3 separate regions of the Hordeum vulgare genome follow, and all the other regions are linked to region 2. A link is a contact called in public Hi-C data. All regions are on one chromosome and are shown on one strand. Each heading gives the region's core, a stretch centred on a gene start, on an enhancer-like site or on the middle of the called end of the contact. The rest is flanking DNA. Distances are from core to core; before and after follow the strand shown. Region 1 holds the start of LOC123442900 (NAC domain-containing protein 75). Region 2 holds the start of LOC123442902 (mitochondrial-processing peptidase subunit alpha-like). Region 3 holds the start of LOC123442903 (ATP-dependent 6-phosphofructokinase 6-like).

Region 1 (3,749 bases), core at 1,070-3,569, 130 kb before region 2:
CTTTTTTCTCTTAGGTAGGAGAGAATGGGACGCATCTATCAACTATTGAAAAGAAACTTGCTGGCGGTTCTTGCTTTCACGGTGGGTGTGGATGGTTTCTAGCTAGCGTTGCTTGCAGTGTGAGTAAAATGATGTGAGGCTCGAACTAATTAAAAGGACCGGCGACCCTCTCCCATGCTGTGTGATGTGCATATTCATATGCATGTAGCCAAGCTCAGCTTTTGCTCTACATTGGCGAGTCCATCGATCCTACACGTTAGGATTAGGTCAGCTACCCGATCGAACAACAGCCCATCCATGCAAACGCACGCCATCGACAGGCAACTAACCGAACAGAAACCATCGATCTTGTATATCCGTAACTCGAACGGTAGCAGCATGCATGCGTCCGTGCATGGGAATGGGAATGGTCGGGCCGAGCAAACTGTACTTTCGCGTGATCTGCATGATGTGCTCCTGGACCTACCGGCAGCGTTACCTATGTCGAGATAGTATAGATCTAAACAAACCGAGGACATGTCGAGATGCAGAGACGAGAGAATGTTTAGTTACCTCCTCGAAGCTCTTCCTGAAAGGCGCGAAGCTGAAATGGTCGCCGGAGTGTTTCAAGTGCTGCATCTCGACGGCGGCCGCCATGGCATACCCGGCCGGGTATGACGTCGCCGACAACGCCTCGTGGTCCCTCGATGAGGAGCTGCCACTGCCGCTGTCCCTCCTGCGCTGCTCCTGCACCGTCACTGCCGCGGCGGCTGCAATGGCTACGGCGCCACCGGCACCACCACGGTCTGAGGAGGCGGACCAGCTGCACTGCCTGGGCTGCGTCTGGTAGAAGATCTTGCAGACGACGAGCTCCCCTTCCTTCTCTTCCTCGAGGTCTCCGAGGTGGTACTGGTGCATCACCCAGTTGGTCTTCTCGGGTTTGCGGTGCTTGCCGAAGTTGGTGTAGAGCACCAGGATCTTCTTGCAGCCCTTCTGCCGGCCGTTGGCCATCACCGGTCGGGTTTTGCCGGTCTTGTGCCACCTCGTCTCCCCCTTATGCACATCGCACTCCGTCTGTATCTTGCGCCGCTTCCTTGTGCCCGTCGTGTACGCCTTGGAAGGGCGGTGGAAGAAATGCTTGCTTAGGCCATCCATTGTCACGCCTGCTTGAGAGATGACCAGATGTAAGAATTAACAGTCAGTGTGAGCACGTACAAGTGTGTGGGTGGGTGGCCAGTGTTCTCTTGGCAGATGCAACAAACCTCTGGAAAAGAGAAGGCATGTAAAAGGTAGGAAAGAAACCTATTTGGAAACTTCAGAAGCATCTTACCATCATGACATAGAGAGGAGAGAGAGATGAGAGACGAGGCACAACTTTCCATAAACAATAATAATTCTCTTTGCATATACCCAAGAGCACATGTAGAGAACACCAGGAGTAGAGGGGGCGCTAGAGCACATCAAGAACAACGAGGGAATATATGCCATATCCCAAATCGAACCACAACCCTCACAATTCATGACGAAATACATAACCCCAACATATGATATACCGATCTCCCCATGGAAAGCAAAACTAAAGTTTGCAAAAAGCAACGAATATACATACATACATGTGTAGTCTGTTCATGGGTACCATAGTTAGCTAGCTAGCCATCTCGAACAGTGTCTCACCTGGAAGTTTCTCAGGATGGGTGTAGCATATGCCGTCCTCGCCGTCTATGGTGGGTATAAACTCATCGATGAGAGGGTGAGATCTCGAGCCTTCTTCCCTCACCTTGGCCTCGAGGTGCTCGATCAGCTCCTGGTCCGTCGGATCGAACTTGACGCCAGCCGGTAGCCCCAACCAATCCTTCTTGCAGTTGACACCGGTTAATTCCATCAAAACTATATGCGGAATTGCACCATTCAAAGAACCCTAATGTGCACCCAGTGGCTAGCACCACCGAGGTGCAAGAAAGAAAAAATTAAGAAGAAATTGGCATATGCATACCGGTTTGCAGTCGAGCTTGTGGCGGCAGTTGGGGCAGTGCCTGGCGGTGGAGATCCGGTGTTCCTCGAGCTTGGCGTCGATGAGCTCCGAGCTGCTGATGTGACCCCTGTTCATGTCTCCTGGTTCACGCGCGGCCGCCGGAGACGGTGTCCATGCATGCGCCCGCTGCAAGGGACCAAGGCGAGCAGAATTCAGAACGCGAGAGGCCATACCGCTGAGATCGAAAATACGGCGAGAAGCTGAGGCCGGTGAGCGAACCGAAGGGAGGCGGGTAGAGTTGGAGGGAGTAGGGGAGCGAGGAAGGAAGGAGAGAGCAGACGAGTGAGGGGGAGGGGGCGTAGATATAAAAAAATCGAGGCAGGCAGCCTGCCGCTTTCACCAGTTTAATACTGTAGGAGAGAGGGCAGAATTTCCTTGGCCGCTTTAACTCTAGCCACACCCAGCCCCTTGAGGAAAAGTTAAAGGGCCCCGCTCCTTAGCTTCTCTCTCTTTTCCTCTTTCACCCAAGCACAACGTAGTACGCAGCACACACACGCTGACTGATTAATCTGCTGGTTGTAAGATTAATTATCACTAGATTTAGAACAACTTTAATCGGACAATTCATTTCCTCCATCAGAGTTCGTTTGGGTCGTCACAGATAAAAGTGAAAGACCCATTTTTAAAACGCGTATGTTCCCCTTCTGCATGGATCCATTTCACGTTTAAATTTGAGGCTGAAATGAATTGGCACAGACGCGAAGCTGATGCGGCCCACGCTCTCTCTTGTTCGCGTCCGTCCACACGTGGCGCTCGGTCGGCATCTTCATTACCGACAATTGTCCATCACAGGCCCACATGCGAGCGACCCCACGCGTTTTTTTAATCCGAACTTGTCGGGAGGATCAACCTCATCCTCTTTATTAATGACAAACCCTAGCCACCACCATGGGTTCCTCCTCCGGCTCGAAGGCTCGAACTCTGGCAAAGACAAGGGCAAGTCCTACGTCGTCCCTGTCTGCGCGCTCCCCTCTCCAGCGTCTTCCCATCCGCTGCGGTAGCGGATCAGCGTACGAGTGCACCAGGCGAGGTGGCACTAGGAGCGCCGTATCGCCCTTCCCTATCCTGATGTCACGTTGTCACACGTCTGGCATTTGGATCCTTAGAGGATCCCAGTGCCAGAGGTGCCGCGGTCAGCGTGGGCGCATGCGGAGGAGCTGAGGAGCCACCGACATCAGCTGTCCACAGAGCAGCGGCGCAACGCCGTGTACGCCGCAGACTCCCTCGAATGGGATGCCTAGTTTGCGTGGGAGAACGAGGAGCAGCGCAGGCGTGGCATCTGCGACGTGGTGGTTGGACCATCGTCGCCTCTCATCGTGCGTGAAGAGGACTAGGAGGCGGAGGCCGCATGCCAGAATGCGCTGATGGCTGTCCTACGTGCAAGCGAGGAGGAAGCACACCTCAAGGAGGAGGAGGAGGAGGAGGTGGCTTACCAGGCGAAGATGGCGGAGGTTATGGCGCTCTCCGCTGTCGGCGACTGCGTCGTGCCGCCGTTGGCCCCATCGTCACCCGTCAATGCCGAGTCAGGGCCGCTGACCCTCAAGCCCGAGCAGTATGTCTGGGATTGGGTGGTACGCGAGTGGGTCAGCGCGTGCCACCCGTCTGGTTGCGACGCCGGAGTAGGAGGCGGCCTACCTGGAGCACTGGCGACAGCGGTGGCTGGGGGAGGAGAGCTCAGAGGCCCGACGGCTCGAGCGGGTGGAATGGAGGCCGAAGTTGAGGTGGGGCGTGTTGTGCT
Region 2 (4,022 bases), core at 590-3,089:
TAACTGCTCAAGAATATTTTGTTACACTTAACTGCTCAAGATGTGTAGACCCTTCTAGTGAAAACAGGGGGAATATGGCATGTATGCCCAAAGAACTCAATAGCAACCACTCAAAGGACATGATGTTTTTGCACCCCCAGCTCAGCTCGGGTGAACAGTAAATTCGAAAAATATTGTAAAAATATTCAAAAAAATCTGTTTTTTTAGAAAACTTTGACAAATGTTCTAAGTGTCCAGAAATTTCATCATGAAATCACATTTGTGGGAGTAGTGGCAAAATAAAATTGAAATTTTGAAAATGCTACTTTCAAAGCATTTTGGATCGCTAATTTTGTTTTTCTTGCCACGACTTCAAAAAATGTGATTTCGTGCTGAAATTTTGCAAGGTACTAAAACATTTGTCAAAGTATGCTGTAAAAAAAAATCTGACTTTTTGGAACATTTTTAAAATATTTTACGAATTACTGTTCATCCGAGCTCAAAATGAGCTCGGGTGTAGAAGTGCACTTTCCCCCACTCAAACCTCAACTTCCAACAGTGACACAAATGGAAATGCATTTTGATACACATGTTTGGCTCAAATGCTCACCAACAAATGGCACACAGTGGTGTCATTTTCAGGAAGTAATACACACACAACCATTCTAACAGGGGAAATTTGCTAATTCCAGATGCAAGAGAACAAGTTGTGACAAAGTTGTCTTTACATACAATCATCGTCGGTACACAAATTGTATTGACATTGCACTTCTAGCAACAATACTATCCGGAGGTGCAACAGGCCTTTACTATATATAATTATGAACGAAGCTAACTAGGAGTTCCGGCTAACTAGCAGCTTGTTCCAGCTATTCCCTACCGGTTACCGGATTTTCTTTGGGAAAAAAGGGGCATTCCAAACAATTTAATTGAGAGATAAAAACAAATGCACTCTCGCAGATAACCAAATCCTTGGCATCAATCAAATAAGAAAATGGTTCGGCACAATTGCTTGCATCCCTAGCGCCAGCCGATATGATAAATATGATCTGATAAAATCGAAGAGCAATAACTGCTGAAGAAAATACGATCGACCCTAATGAAGCCCCGCAATGACCAAGCACCTTCACACACCAACCCTGCGCTACGCACGGCAAACACATTTGAGATAAAGAGCCCAACAAATTCAGAGAATCTGGTAGCTAAATGCCTAAACCTGCTGCTTCATCAAGCAGGTGGACGACGGACCTACGATTCATACGCTAGTCACGCCATGCAATCTCCACATCACGAAACAACTTTGCCAGACACAATTGCAATTTGGAGATGCAACAAAAGCAGCAAGGTAACAAACGTGACAAGTCAAAAAACACATACCAGCATCCTGAGGATACGAAGTACAGTGCCTAACTGGCATTTGATCAAACAGATCACCTGCTCGGCGCCAACCACGACGGCGGCCGCCACTGGAAGCTCCAAGCTCCTCGCCGGAGCGATGCAATCTACTCTTCCAATGGCACGCAATCGAGGGCTCGAGGCCAATCGCGTCGCCGATCATACCACATCCATCACCCCGCGCGTCGACGTGTGCTGACCATGCCCCCGCTGACACCGCCGGAGACCCAGAGCACGTGGCGGCGGTGATCGCTTTGCCCGTCTCGATGAGCGCGGTTTTTTTTTAGAGATAGCTGTTTTTAGGTGATTTTCTTTTCTTTAGCAAAGCGCAGCCCAAAGCTTCAAGCCGGCCCGGCCCAACAGTACTAAAGGGCAACAAATGGGCCCAATCTCCACCGAAATAGCCCGGCCAGGGCCGGCCCGTTAACGAATTCCCGATGTCACCCACTTCTATATGCGCAACCAGTCTCTCACGAATTGTCGCCTTCCACTTGTCTCACGGTCTCCGTCCCCATCTCCCCCCTCCGCCGCATCCGCCGCGCCGCCGGCGACGACCCCGTCGACAGATCTTCACAGGCACCCTCCACCATGTACCGAGCCGCCTCCGGCCTCGGCGCCCTCAAGGTCAGCCGTCCCCCTCCCGAAACCCTAACCTCCCGTCCCCTCCGATTCGCTAGATCTAGTGGCTCCGTAGCACCCATCACGCCGCGATGCGTCCGATCCGAATGGACACAGCTCATGGTCGCGTCGCGATTGGTACCGGACTAGCATCCGTGGTTCGGGGTCACGCGGATTTGATGCGTGAGCGTGTAGTGGAGCCATTCTGGGCGCCGCAAGTAGGAATCGCTGTCGGAATGTTTGCACTGGTATATTGAATTGGGAAAGCATGGATTTCAGGTGCGAAGACGAGTGTGTGGCGAGTTTGTTATGTTGCGCATGCTAGTGTAAATATCATGGGAAGGGTCATCTCTGCGGTTGTTTGCACGTTAGTTGGTTTATTATTGGTGGGATGATTTGGTTCCGATATGACCTAGTGAAATTACATGATTCATGGCATTAATGATGTTGCTTTGTTTTGTCCTTTGTCCTTTGCAAATGCATGCTTTGGGTCCAGTACCATTCTAGTTGTGTTCTATTTCACTACTTCTTGTTATGATTCATGATGTGCGTACTCAAGTGTATGATTCGGAACAGCTTTATTCAAAGTTGGAATAGCTTGTTAAATTCCCTCTATGCAATCTGTTTCATTTCTTGTTATAAATATTGTGTTGACATAGACAAAAGAGAAATGGTGCTCTGGAACCATCAATATTTACTTTGAACGGTCATGATATGTTTGCCTGTAGCATGTGCTTGATTTCTGATGTCAGTGTAAGCATTGTTGGGCTTACAGACCGATGGTTGTTTTAGTCATAGGCAGAGCTAGCCTTGGATGTAGATATACCTTGTGCGGAGGCAGAATATGTCATTATCAATATTTCTTGTAATGAATGTTGTGTTGACATAGACAAAGAGAAATGATGCTCTGGAATCATCAATATTTACTTTGAATGGTCATGATGTGTTTGCCTGTAGCATGTGCTTGATTTTTTTGTCAGTGTGAGTATTGTTGGGCTTACTGACCGATGATCGTTTTAGCCTTAGGGAGAGCCATAGCCTTGGATGTAGATATACGTTGTGCGGAGGCAGAATATTTCATCATCGAGACAGCTTGATTTTGTTGGGCTTTTAATTGAAGTTGTTCATATTGGTTAGATCAGCTTTACCTGCATAATCATAATATCAATTGTTTACCACTTGCAGCGGCATGGGGCGGATACCCAAATGTTGGATATTGCGGTTAGGTCTGCTAGCACAAGTGTTGCACAGAGGTCATCAGGCGGCTTCTTGGGCTGGCTGACAGGTGCACGTTCAAATGCACTACCCCCTCCAGATTTTGCACTCCCAGGAGTCACTATTCCTCCTCCGCTAGCTGATCATGTGGAGCCTGGCAAGACAAAAGTCACAACACTACCTAATGGTGTAAAAATTGCCTCTGAAACATCTCCAGTATGTGTTCCTTACTTTTTATAATCTAGTTGTTTCATGCATGTTCCTCATGGTGGTCAGGTAGTGATACCAATGTTTTGTACTTGTTATCTAGGGATCATCATGTTCTGTTGGAGTTTATGTTAACTGTGGGTCTGTATATGAAACACCTGAGACACTGGGTGCCACTCAGTTATTAAAGAAGCTGGCCTTTACAACCACTAGAAACAGGAGCCAGTTGCGTGTTGTTCGTGAAATTGGTGCAATAGGTGGCAATGCGAAAGTGTCAGCCAACCGTGAGCTCATGAGCTACAGTTATGGAGCCCTTAAGACTTACATGCCTGAAATGGTGGAAGTGCTAGTTGATTGTGTGCGGAATCCAGCTTTACTTGATTGGGAAGTCAAGGAAGAGGTAAGCTTAATATTATGCCCTTTCGCTTCTGTACTATAGATTAGTGGAATATGTTCTTTGCTGAATGCGAACTTATTGACTTTGTAGATAATGAAACTAAAGGCAGAGCTTGCAGAAGCTTCAAGTAATCCGGAAGCTTTCCTTTTGGATGCTCTTCATTCCAGTGGCTATTCTGGTGCCTTGGCAAACCCATTGATTGCCTCAGAGT
Region 3 (4,026 bases), core at 1,044-3,543, 260 kb after region 2:
GATTGATATATAGGAATTTCCGTTTTGGTCACCAAAAAAATTCGGGCATCATCGGTAATATATCGGGAAGTGCCGAAAGGGTTCCGGGGTTCATCAGAAGGGGTCCACCACCCTCGAAGGGGCCACATGGGCTGAGTTGGGTGCACACCAGCCCCTAGTGGACTGGGCGCCCCTCCCCACCTAGGCCCATGCGGCTAAGGGTTGGTGGAGGGTTGGCCCAAGGGTGGCGCCACCTTTCTTGGTGGCCAAGCCCCACGCCTTGGGGAAACCCTAGGGCGCAGCCCTCCTCCCTCCCTCCTATATATACAAGAGGAGAGGGAGGGCAGCCACACCTGAATAAGCCACAGTGCTGCCCTCCTCTCTCTCTTGTAGTATTTCTTACTGCCACCATGTTGTTGTGCTGCCAGAGAACTCGGTTACTACTTCATCTACGCTCGTTGGATCGAGGTGGTGAAGACGTCATCGGGTTGTACGTGTGCTAAATGCGGAGGTGTCGTCCGTTCGACACTTGATCGAGACGTTCGTGATCGGATCACGGGACAAATCGTGATTGGATCGCGAAGACGTTTGACTACAACAACCGCGTTTCTCAATGCTTCCGTTTAGCGATCTACAAGGGTATGTAGACGCACTCTCCCTCTTGTAGATGTTGATCTCCATAGATTGATCTTGGTGAGCGCAGATTTTTTTTTGTTTCCCATGCGACGTTTCCCAACATCAGCTACCATCTTTTTTTGGTTGAGACTCATTGCCTTCTCCACATATGTTGTAGTGTTGCGCCTGCCCTTACTCTTTCTCTCGACATCCTTGTACTCCTACCTAATCTCCCTGTATCATCCTCATCAGTACCATTGTCCTCAATTCCATCACTTTGCTTTGAATTATCTTTACCACTTGCACGTACTTCATCATACCAATACATTTGATTTTAATAATCTTCATCGCCTCTAGGTACTTAATCATCTCAATAACTTTGTTGTGTGGTTTCATTATCAATAATATCCTCAACAAAAATGTCCACTACACCTCCATCTCTTACATACAAGAGCATAGACTTCATAGAATTTCCTGAAACCAATGCCATCAATTCATCACACAATTTTTTCCAGGGCATAAGCAATACACCATCATGATTGCTTCTCTCTCAGCAACACAATCATGCACTTTCAGATTTGCAATCAGACATACTAAGCTCAAACCGCGAAGCTCTACATGAGAAAATTTCTCTCCGCCCCCAAAGTATTCCAAATACTCACACACAGGACACGGTTGAAATGAAACCACACAATCAAGAGATCTAGTGGGGATACATTCAATCTAAAGTGGAGACAAAAAAAATTGTTACTACTCTAACTGAAAGTAAAATCTAAACAATCAAATTTTTAATAACGTACCATAAAATTGGTTTAAATGGTACGCAATTGATGGAAATCACTTGCTCTTCTTCACCAACGGACTTCCACCTTACTTATGAGCTCTCCACCACCACCAATCACCGGCGACACAAAATATACCTTAAATATTATGGTTTTCGAGGAGGATTGGGGACAGCTGATGCGAGTGAATAAGGATGGGAAGAGCAGGGTAGAAGAACTTGCTAAGCGCTAAAGTGGTAAGGCGCGTCACCACCATTCGTGGGTATGTGGCGACGAAATATGTCGATGTCGTCGGGAAGGAGGGTTGCTTTGGTGGGGTGGATCGGGGTGGGGCTCAGGGGACAAGCAGCGGCAATGCAACGACGTTGGTCGCCGCTTACCGGCGATGGTCGAAGTCAATTGCGGCAGGCATGGTAGCAGTGAGGACATGTCTCTGAGGAAGAGTAGGGGTAGCGAGTGAGACACAAAAGGGCGATCCAACTTTTTATAGTCCTCCAAACCTTATGCTAAGTTGGCATATGCCTAGTCGACATTCACTGCTGCCAAAAAAACGCTTGATCAATGGAAAACCGAGATCAGGGTTGAGTTTTGAATCTTATGGTAATTTGAGGTTGTATTTCAACTGATTTCAATGGTCAAAATCATAAATTAAATTGATTTGTTAGTTGAGGGATGGAATATGAACTTTTCTCTGAAAACTAAACTCAATTCAAGCAAAGTGGGCGATGTTTTTTCACTCAAATAAATACCAGGACGACCTAAAAAGAGAAATGCACCCTACACGCCGCATCAGTGCCCCGTGATAGAGGACATCCAATCGGACACTGACAAGACGACCCCCGGCGACATTTCTTCTCGCGCAAGGCCAGCACGAAATGGCACGCCCGTAAATAGGCCGAAACCCGGATGCCCCTCGCGGGAACCCCGCGAAGTTTCCCACCTCCCATCCCCTCTTCTCCCCTCGTGCGGCCGTCAAACCCCGTCGCCGCCGTCAAACCCAGCCTGCTAACGGCGGCGCGGACGGCGCTAATCCGAATATATAATCCCCCGCCCCCGCGGCTCTCCTCCCCACACACCAAGAGCAAGAGCGAGAGGATCACTCCCAGAATCACCGGCTAAGCTTAAGCTCCCTCGTGATCTCAAAACCACCTCTTTTTCCCCCCACTTTCCACCTCGTGCTCACCGACGGGGTCCCTCCCTGCCATGGAGGCCGTCGGCGTCGCCCCCGCCCCCGCGGCGGTGGCGGTGGCGGAGCAGAAGATGAAGCTTCTCGAGCCGAGGAAGGAGCCCCTCGCCTCCGCCGCCGCCGCCGCCAAGGCGCCGTGCAAGTGGGCGATGAAGAAGAAGCTCGTGGGCGGCGACGCCGGCTACGTGCTCGAGGACGTGCCCCACCTCACCGACTACATGCCCGAGCTCCCGGTGCGTGCCTGAGCCCCCGTGCTCCTCCTGCCGTCCCCCGCTTCTCGATCGGCCGCCTCAGTCCGGTTGATTTCCCGTCGCGGCCTCGCGGGGATCATCAGCTCGGAGCTGCCCAAGTTCTTCTGCTTTCCCGGGGCCCCTTTTTGGCGCCCTTCCGTGGATTCTCGCATCTTTTTGTCACGCATTTTTTTTTTGCCGATTCTAGTTTGGATTCGAGCAGAAACTGATCGACATGCAGCTCAGCTGCTCCAGTAATTTTGGAGCACGGGGAAATCAGTCGACCGATCGATCGATCCCCGGAAGAAACTGAAATTTCAGTTTCTGTGTGCGATTTGTCTGCAGATTACAGTTACAGAATCCTTGAATTGAATCGATTGCTCACCTACTGTTACCGTTGATGATCTGCAGACGTACCCGAATCCACTCCAGGACAACCCTGCCTACTCGGTCGTCAAGTAAGAATTCCCCTCCTCTCTTTGCCCTGCGCAGCTCAGTTTCCCGAAGCTGACCGCCTGACCTTTCTTCCTGCTCCAACCACGTGTTGTCCATCCCAGGCAGTACTTCGTCAACACGGACGACACCGTCACGCAAAAGGTGAGAAATTTTCCGTGAATTATATGCTTTTGGGCGAGCAGAATACGAGGTAATCTGCTGAGGCTGACTTTGTGGATGGATTGCAGATTGTTGTTCGCAAGACCAGTGCGAGAGGCACACACTTCCGGCGCGCCGGGCCGCGGCAGAGGGTCTACTTCCAGCCCGATGAGGTGAACGCCGCCATCGTCACCTGCGGCGGCCTCTGCCCCGGGCTCAACACGGTCATCCGCGAGCTCGTCTGCGGGCTGTACGACATGTACGGTGTCACCAGCGTCGTTGGCATAGAGGTGAGGACTTCTGGAGTTGCTGCTCTTGTTTGTTTTGCATGTGTAAATTACAATGCTCCGGCTAGTATTTTAGGATTAGCATAGTGCTTTGTTATGATGCTAACGATGCTCGGCTGGTTAATTACAGTGGCTGATTTTGACTTCTTAGAAATGTGTGATTTAGAACATACTGCCTGAGAATACAATATTGATGGTGACACCAATAACATTTTTAGCTGTCACCTAGTAACAATGATGCTGCAATGTTGATAAGCCTGAAACTGCTTACAAATGTGTACTTTGGAACAAACTGCCTGAGAATACAATACTGATGGTGACATTAATAAGCATTTTTTGCTTGCACTTCACGA

What was found. Hi-C and Micro-C count contacts between places; a contact is called where the count stands out from the background.
Region 1: a contact with region 2 is called in a Hi-C map of seedling, with 3 times the contacts expected there. The contact joins the promoter of LOC123442900 here to the promoter of LOC123442902 in region 2. A contact is called at or near these places in 2 of 6 Hi-C or Micro-C datasets (leaf and seedling).
Region 3: a Hi-C map of leaf shows a contact between it and region 2, with 7 times the contacts expected there. The contact joins the promoter of LOC123442903 here to the promoter of LOC123442902 in region 2. A contact is called at or near these places in 3 of 6 Hi-C or Micro-C datasets (leaf and seedling) and 1 of 1 datasets of contacts at active chromatin or transcription factors (embryo).

Annotation. Positions count from the first base shown.
Region 1 is chr3H:45,749,558-45,753,306 of MorexV3_pseudomolecules_assembly, forward strand. LOC123442900 (NAC domain-containing protein 75) reads right to left here and starts at 2,320. Exons shown (of 7, transcript XM_045119081.1): 1 at 2,231-2,320; 2 at 1,973-2,137; 3 at 1,654-1,831; 4 at 553-1,142. The coding sequence starts at 2,086.
Region 2 is chr3H:45,878,332-45,882,353 of MorexV3_pseudomolecules_assembly, forward strand. It overlaps LOC123442902 (mitochondrial-processing peptidase subunit alpha-like), which reads left to right and starts at 1,840. Exons shown (of 13, transcript XM_045119082.1): 1 at 1,840-1,998; 2 at 3,178-3,423; 3 at 3,518-3,814; 4 at 3,902-4,022. The coding sequence starts at 1,963.
Region 3 is chr3H:46,133,076-46,137,101 of MorexV3_pseudomolecules_assembly, forward strand. LOC123442903 (ATP-dependent 6-phosphofructokinase 6-like) reads left to right here and starts at 2,294. Exons shown (of 11, transcript XM_045119083.1): 1 at 2,294-2,795; 2 at 3,204-3,250; 3 at 3,350-3,389; 4 at 3,476-3,676. The coding sequence starts at 2,580.